Regions from separate parts of the Mus musculus genome. Here regions 1 and 3 are each linked to region 2. Evidence: chromatin contacts called from public Hi-C data. All regions are on one chromosome and are shown on one strand. Each heading gives the region's core, a stretch centred on a gene start, on an enhancer-like site or on the middle of the called end of the contact. The rest is flanking DNA. Distances are from core to core; before and after follow the strand shown.

The links. A called contact is a pair of places that touch in the nucleus more often than the background predicts.
Region 1: a contact with region 2 is called in a Hi-C map of cerebral cortex, with 1.7 times the contacts expected there. The contact joins two enhancer-like sites. A contact is called at or near these places in 2 of 484 Hi-C or Micro-C datasets (cerebral cortex and embryonic stem cells).
Region 3: a contact with region 2 is called in a Hi-C map of cerebellum, with 1.9 times the contacts expected there. The contact joins two enhancer-like sites. A contact is called at or near these places in 1 of 484 Hi-C or Micro-C datasets (cerebellum), 6 of 115 datasets of contacts at active chromatin or transcription factors (SST interneurons, astrocytes, embryonic midbrain and 2 more) and 1 of 9 other capture datasets (embryonic stem cells).

The regions. Positions count from the first base shown.
Region 1 is chr17:11,156,589-11,159,288 of GRCm38.p6, reverse strand. The region is part of intron 2 of Prkn (parkin RBR E3 ubiquitin protein ligase); the gene reads right to left. Among named protein-coding and RNA genes, the nearest start is that of Gm41526, 24 kb to the right of the region's middle. Within about 2 kb of position 1,443, at least 37 of the 459 cell types and tissues checked have an H3K27ac peak or open chromatin away from gene starts, as enhancers often do. A contact at or near this core is called in cerebral cortex, where this site is marked.
Region 2 is chr17:11,911,911-11,914,610 of GRCm38.p6, reverse strand. All of the region lies in intron 9 of Prkn (parkin RBR E3 ubiquitin protein ligase), which reads right to left. Among named protein-coding and RNA genes, the nearest start is that of D17Ertd648e, 30 kb to the right of the region's middle. Within about 2 kb of position 1,375, at least 35 of the 459 cell types and tissues checked have an H3K27ac peak or open chromatin away from gene starts, as enhancers often do. A contact at or near this core is called in cerebellum and cerebral cortex, where this site is marked.
Region 3 is chr17:11,065,822-11,068,521 of GRCm38.p6, reverse strand. Prkn (parkin RBR E3 ubiquitin protein ligase) reads right to left here. Exons shown (of 12, transcript NM_016694.4): 2 at 1,230-1,393. Among named protein-coding and RNA genes, the nearest start is that of Gm41526, 67 kb to the left of the region's middle. Within about 2 kb of position 1,286, at least 82 of the 459 cell types and tissues checked have an H3K27ac peak or open chromatin away from gene starts, as enhancers often do. A contact at or near this core is called in cerebellum, where this site is marked.

The DNA.
Region 1 (2,700 bases), core at 194-2,693, 760 kb after region 2:
CTTCTTGAGATAGGGCCTCCCGTTATCTGCTGGACTGGTCTTGCATTGCCCCACTCATGCCTTAGGCTCCTGAAAGCTGGGATTGCAGGTTTAATCCCCTACATGTAGCAGTTCCTCCTTCATATGGTCTGTGTCATACCAAGCCAGTGGTTCACAAAGCACCCCAATGCACCTCATCTGTCGTTTCCTCCTAAAACATTACACGATGAATGGATGTGTGAACACCATCAGATTGTTTGCCTGGAAGACACTGTTGGTTGTAGTGAGAACTTAGATTTCTTTAAAAACCCACTTATGTTATAGAAATATGCTTTCCTTTTTTTACTACCAGGTGCCCAGGTGCAGGATACAGGCCTGCTTCAGTTTGTCCACAGCAGTTGACTATGTCTCATGCTCTAGGAGGGGTGTGGTTTTTGCCAGCCGCAGATAGTTTAATTCTGGGGACTCTGGAAAGGGAATAAATGCCAGCACCCCAAGAGGGGCTGGAGAAGCTCTGAGGAAGGAGGTGGCTGCTGCTCCCACTGCTGCTCCCAGGTGTTGTTGTTACAGTTTGTCCGGAACTAGAAGTTGGAGATACCCTGATGATGAAGATTGGACTGGCCCCAAGAAACATGACACCACCAATCAACAGGAAGTAGTCTGTATTTTAGCTGAAAGAAGCCCCTTTCCCCTCTAATGTTCTTTCTCTCCAACCTAGTATTGGGGGGGTGGGGCTGGAAGGGCTCATGGTGGATTAAAGGTTGGAAGGGAAGTAGAGGTAAAAGAATATAATAAAATAGCCAAAAATAGCCCCAAAAAGCACCATGGTATTGGTTGTTGCTTTTTGTTTTAAATATGGTCCTGGCAATCAGTTCATGCTAAGATTGGCTCTGTGAGATCCTTACATGCATTCTCCAGACGGTTTTACCTCTGTTCTGTGACATTAAGGAAGTCATGGTGTGTAGGAGGTGCCCAGAGCTGTCACATCTGCTTGCTTACTTGGATTTACAGAGACTGCCCCTCTATTATCTCCTCATAGGAACAAGAAGGGCTCGCTGTTATCTTGGCTTCCAGATACTGTGGCAAAGAACAGGAAGATGGATGGTAGATAGCAGGTGACACTAGAGAAAGAACAGATGAAGTGCACTGAACCCTGCAGCTAGGCATTCCCCAACATGCACGTATGCAATCAAACATGTGATCTTCTCCATCAACTTCCTAAGCATCTGACAGGAGTGCTTTCTGTGCATTGGTGTTTGGAAAAGGCAATGGGGGCTGCATGCGTGTGAGGAAGATGAGAGTTTTAGAGTACTGAGGGACATGTGGAAATGTAGACAGCTGACGTGTTGGTTTCTTGAGAAGTTGCAATGTTACATAAGGCCTCTGCTTCTGCTTCAGACAGAGCTGAAACTGCTCATTACACAGCACAGGCAGGGAGCACTCTGGAAGGCTCCTCTGCAAGCATCTGAGGGAGAGAGAGGAAAGCCGTCTCAGGAGGCTATTAGGGATCTGGTCTTCTGGCCACTCAGACTCTGGCACCTTCACAGCAGTTCTGACTCAGAATGGTGCCGAACTCAGTCCTGTGCCAGTTCAGCCATCTGCTGTCGCCTCACAAACGAGGAACAGTGGAGAAGGAAAGTTCGTGTTGGCGTGTCATGTGCACCCACTCTGCAAACTGTGTGCGTAGCTGTGCTTCATGTAATACCAAGCAAGACTTAGGGTTTTTCTTTTTTCTTTTTTTCTGAAGAGCATATTGCACAGTACTTTCTGGAAATGCTCCCAATGCTAGATACATGTCCCATTTGCATAGAAATATATGGTCTTTGATGTGCAGTCTGCAATGTCTGCAGAGAGTCTGAGATCAGAGGTTCCTCATTTTACCTGCCTTTTATGCGTCAATATCCACTCAGCGAACTATCACACTGGTGATTTGGAGGCATTATTTTAATTCCTAATGTAAATTTATTTTTCAGCAGATGTGGCTCTGAATCTATTATATTAAATGAATGAGAGAAAAGCATATGACATCTCATTAGTTACTAGCAGAAATTCTGCCAAGGGGGTGCTGGGTGTTCCATACTGGGGCAAATGGGATAGACCAATCTGCAAATTCATCACTGATCTCTCTCCCAGATGAGGGGAGGAAAGAACATTTCATTACATTGGGCATTGGGATGCCCAGCCCCACCAAGTGTTCAGGAATGTTTTACATGTCCCTGACCATCATCATTCCTACAACACTAGTTCTAAGCATTTGGGGTATCTGAGGCCATGTCCTATTACACTGTGGCTTACTGCCCCTCTCTGCAGCATTGCTCCTTCCTGCTGCTTGGTAGTGACCAGATGGGGCTTGCCGGAACCTGGGTACTCTAAGGTCACACACAGATCAGTTTGCTTTGCTTTGAGCAGTTGCTTAAACACAACAGAGAGAGCCAGGAAGGGTTTGGACAAGCTTCATTCATCATTGTGAATCATAAGCACCTTGCACAGAACATCCTGCTAAAAGTCTCTAACAGAAACCTAAAACGGGCACAGAAAGACAAATCTTTCCAAGAACCAAACTGTAGCTGGAGGTTCTCGTAAGACCCATTCATGGCTTTCTTAACAGCTCTGTAGGATCCTGGGAATTCCACATACCTGGAGAGCTTGGGGCCATGATCAGCACCTCAGAATACAACAACCTTCCTCCACACTTATCAAATCTGTCTGTCTGTCCGGTTA
Region 2 (2,700 bases), core at 126-2,625:
TTGTTCCTACAGTTCTCAATAGGAGGTCAGCTATGTCTGCAGTGAAGAACCAGCCCGCCTCGGTCTTGGGCTTAAAAGCTATTTTATAGTAAGGACAGACTAGGTTCTCATTCCTGTTTATGGCAGGAATCTATTTCTCAAGACTGGGCTCTGCCCCACGTAACTCCCTCATCCAGGAAGTGACAATCACGTTTTTGTTTCAGAAAGTTGTAATCATCAATGACCTTGCAACCATACCTTTTTCTCAAAGGTTGTTATGACTGCCTTGTTATGGCCACCTTGCTAAGGTCTGCTTCTCTAAGCCTGCCTATTTTCTCTGCCAAGCCCCACACTTGGGAACTCCCTACCTCTTTGCTGTACAAATGTCTTCCTCACATACAATGTTGATCTCTTGAACCATATTTTTAGGGAGAGACAGCCCGTGTATGTGAATAAAAAAAGGCTTGCTTTAATTAACTGTTTGATTTAATTAATTTGGCATGGTGATTTGGGTCGGTGGTCTTTCTCTTTGCATCTTTGAGAGTTACAAGAAGAGTACATGAAATTAAGTTTGACAGCAAATTTAGAGATGTATAGGAGGACCATGAGGCCATTAAAGCCAGAAGAACGTGTTGACAGAGAGGAAATGACTGGCCACACTGGACAGTGAAGAGAAACGAGGGTGTCTGAAACGGATACAGATCCTAGGAAGTGAACAGGCTGCTGGCTAACTCTGCCTAAATTTTACTCATTGTAAAGGCATACCTCAGGGAAGGGGAGCTGGGAGAGGAAAAAGGAACTCGGGTTGCGGGGTGGAGAGAGGGGTGTCTTCAGAATTCTCCCAACACTGTTCAAAGGGGCCTGGGAAATAAGCCTGCCTGAGTGCACTCCTGCCTCACTCGTCATTTTATCTCCCTCCCACTCCGTCATTTTATCTCCCTCCCACTCCCCTTTCTTCCTTGTCTTAACGGGACTTATATTATTGACAAGTTCTGTATTTTAGTCTCCTTGCCGTAAAGTCACAGTCTTCATGCCGGCAAAAGTCAGAGCAGTACCACTGTCATGATTTTCCTTTCAAATGAGCTATATAATAATGATTATAATAATAATTCAATTTATTATTCCCGGAGACTTTTTTTAATTTTAATTTTTTTTTTTTAAATTAACCTCCTAGAGATCAAATTCATGAATTATTGATGCAGAGATTTCTAGATAGTTATTACTATGACATTCCCGGTAAATTTCCTCCTTGCGTTGTCAAGGCTTGGCTTAGCGGCTGAGAGAAGGCAAGCCTTTACAAACCAACCATCCCGGAAAGGAAAGAGCTTTCCCTCCGCTCCGCTCCGCGGGAGCTCCCAGCTGATTATGCGAGCATGGAGCTCTGGATTCATTTGCCTTCCAATGGCTCCTGCCACGCTGCTTCCAATTACTTTTAACCGGGCGTCCAATTCCCTTGTAGCTGCTGGGTTCTGCTTGTCCATCTGTCCCTGCAGGGGCTTGAAGCCCCAGAAAGAAGGTAGCAGTTAGAACATTTCAACCTAATGTACAATCCAGAGGACTGCAGGCCAGCCATTACAATACAATGACACGGGACTTCACCTCCTCTCGGTGAGCTGGAGAACCGAAGAGCAGCTGACAGAAATAAGGCCGGTGCGCACGAAGGGAAGGAGACCTGGCTCCTGCGCGGGCCACTTCCTTTTGTGAGCCACCTACTACTCAGGTTCCGAGGTAGATAGAGTCTGTAGGCTTCTGCTAGAAACCAGTGTGCTCAGGTCACGGAGGCGTGAGCTGATTTCTTTAGAATACTTTAAGTTATTTTTTCTTCTCCTCTTAGAAAGTCTTATATGCCACTGTCAGCAGAGCTGTTCCTAAGGACCCGTGTGTATTTATTTCCCCAAAGCTTTCTCTGTTGCTCCACGGCAGGATGCAATGGAGTACACTTTAGGCTGGCTCTAGAAAGAAGTTTCTAGTATTCTTAGGGGAGAAGGTAGGGGGTACAGATGGATTTCAGAGAAGCAATTTATTAGATTTATTAGTGATTACTTGATACAAATAAATCTCCCCCCCCCCCGTGTGTGTGCGCGCGTGTGCGCACATCTTGTGGTGATAGGACATTAAATAAAGGCATGTACCTCAGAGCTGACCATCTAGAACTTAAAGACACAGCTCTTTCTCATTTCCTTACGTCACTCTGTGTGGTTCAGGTTACTCCACCCCTCCGCCCCCCAAAGCCACCTTTCCCTTAAAATTACTGGGAGGATTAAGTGAGATGGAACTTAGCACAAGATCTGTCATATAGTAAACATTTAACCAACAGCAGCTGTCACACATCTGTGCTGCTGAGAAGTGAATTAAATATTGCTATGTAAGGGAAGCCACTTTAGAGATCCACATAAGTGACAGTCCTGTCCTACTCTGTGTCCTTGCCAGTGAAGTCAAGTCAGAGCAGGTGCGCCTGACAAACTGATGGAGCAACGCTAGGCTGCATAATGGGGAATATGTCCAAAGTCGTGGCCTTAAAGTGACAGGCTTAAATGGGTAGAGGCTAAGTACCAATCTTTTTAGACTCAAACACAAACTGAGTGCGGGAAGTTCCACAGGCTTCGGCTAGTGACAAGCCCACGCTGCTTCCGCTGCTGACTGAACCTGTAAATGCTACGAGGCACCAGCCTGTTGCTTTCGGGTCCACACTCGTGAGAGCTGGAAGTTACTATTGTCCTC
Region 3 (2,700 bases), core at 37-2,536, 850 kb after region 2:
GAAGTTGGCAGGAACTGCAAAAGCTTTTTAGTTGACTGAAATTAAAAAAAAAAAAAAATCCAAACACTTCTTAGCACAGGCACTTCCCTTATGAAACAAATTGCCTGAAAGCAAAGCACAGCACTTTGTGCACAATGGGTGTGAGTCCTCCTGCCACCAAAGGGGGCAGGCGGGGGGGGGGGGGGAGATAGCAGAATCATTTGCATTTCTATAGTTTCTTTGTATACCCACATTCCAAAAGCATTTCACAAAGCAGCAAATACGTCAGCGCACTGCCTGGCCTGGGCAGTCAGAAGCTCCGAGTACAGCACAGGTCCCCACCCTGCTGTGAACCAGGGTGCAATACCACCCTACACAGAGTGGAGGGGACGCGCTTTTCCCTGCTTCTAATCACTTGAGTAAATGTGGTTCATATTTGCCGGACTTCCCTCCAAAACACTCACTGTTCTCTCATTCTAGGCAAAGGGCCCGTGCATCAATTGCTATCCAGTTCCTTGGATGCCTACAAAACTCATCTCTCCAAATGTACAAGATGCCATAAAGAAGCGGTTTCCACAGCACAGCAGGGGCCAGATACCCAGGAAGTAATAGGCAGGAAAGCAGATCCCCACAGTTTAGTTAGTTCTGTTTCAGGGGCGTCGGCCAGGGGTAACTCCGTCTACGCCCCCGAGATACAAAGATGGACTTTTGCTGTGTGAATTTGATGCTTCCTGTCCTTGGCTCAGAGCCCTCTGCAAATGGGGGCCCTGGGCCAGTGTCTGCTGTAGTCCAGGCAGCAGCTATGAGTGTCCTCCAGGGGTCACAGTTGGGTTGTAAATCCCTCACTAGGCATGGCCTGAGCAGCCTTCTTGGGAACGATTTATTTGAATCCTTCTTCATTACGATTCAAATAGAATAAGGAAGGTAAAAATTGAACAGACCCAGAAATTGTGCCTTCCTGCTCCCTCAGTCAGTAAACATTTATTCACTAAACTGAGCGCGCGCGCCCCTGGCTTCTCTCTCCCGGTCTTGGCTCACCCACACTTGTTCCTCCAGTCCTTCCTGCATACTGTTTTAATGCATAATTAAGAAGGTCAGAATTAATGAAGCCGTGCGGAGTAAAGTTCAAGGAATCCCCAGGTACTATTTATTCTATTAGATCTCAGGCGTGAATGTCAGATTGGCAGCATTAGCTGCAGGGTCTTTGGCCCTGGCTACATCCCAGGGACCACCCACCCAGGGAGACTCACTTGAACCGTCAGGTGATTCGGAAGCTCCTTCCCGGCAAAAATCACACGCAGCTGGTCAGCTGGAACCCCCTGTCGCTTAGCAACCACTTCCTTGAGCTGCAAGATGCTGGTGTCAGAATCGACCTCCACTGGGAAGCCATAGCTGGAGTTGAACCTGACAAACACTAGACAAGACCAGGGGCAGAGAGAGAAGAAAGAATATTACTCCAAACCCTTAATGGCCAGTGAAATGTCTCTGAAGCAGCTTGCCCCTCACCTGCCCTCCAGTGCATGGCATATATTTTCTTCCATTTATCACAGAGCATAAATTTATAGTATAGAGCAGTAGTTAGAAAAAAGACAAAACAAAACAAAACAACAACAACAAAAAAAAAAACAAACAAAACCAAAAACAGTTTCCCCTAGGTGTTTTTCCCTAGGTGTTTTCCTGCTCAGACCCTGGTCAGTGACCTGCAGACTACGGCAGTTTTGTGCCTTTCACAGCCCTCCTGGAACAGAGGGAGTAAAGCGGAGAACTTGCTTGATTGGAATCTCAAGATTCCCATGAGTGTATAGACTATTCTGCTCCAAAAGACTGAACAAATGCTCACTCCCTCCGCAGAGTCCTTTGCATAAAACTCAAAGGCAGCATGTGGATGCCCCAGAAAGAAATGGTGGAAATGGAAGCCACTGTGTAGACAGCTGAAGAGAGCTTGGGGCCTATGAAAGAACTCTGGGCAAGGTTTTGAATCTAGGTTCTGTGAAGAGTTCTGGACTCTGTGAAATGGTTGTAGGTTCTTGATAAGGCCTCCATACTCTGTGTAAGGATTTTGCACCCTGTGTTCTTAGCTCACAGGTGACAGTGGATTTCGAGCGAGATCTTGAAGTGACATCACCTCTGCTGTTGTGATCACTCTCTTCATTAGAATCTGGCTAGAGTCCATGATATCTCCCAGACTGTCTTCTCATTCCCCTTGTCACACCATCTCTAGCATTTCTCACATCTGCCTGCTGTTTACAACCACCCACTCTTTTAACACCACTCCAGGTGAGGCTCTTAGATACTTGCTAGTCTCCTGAGCCAGGTGGGGTGGTGCATGTCTTAACTCTCAACACTCAAAAGCAGCAGCTGGATTTCTGTGAATTCTAGGCCAGGGTGCTCCACATAGCAAGTTCTAGAATGGTCTAGACTGCACATAGCAAGTCCCTGTCTTAAACAGAAAAATAAAACAAACAAACAATATTTTCTAAATTCTTGCATTTATCTTCTCAATTAATCTACTTTTAGTTTTGTAGTATATTGTTTCTTTTCAATTTAAAGATTTCTTCAAAATAACATATAGTGTTAAATAATGGTTTGAGACCAAGATAGGAACTTTCCAGTCAACTTTAGGACAGGGGCCTCAATTCTCATTCATATTCTCTCTCTCTCTCTCTCCCTCATGCTTTATAATAATTATAGTGCCACTGATGGCCAGACACTTACATATGC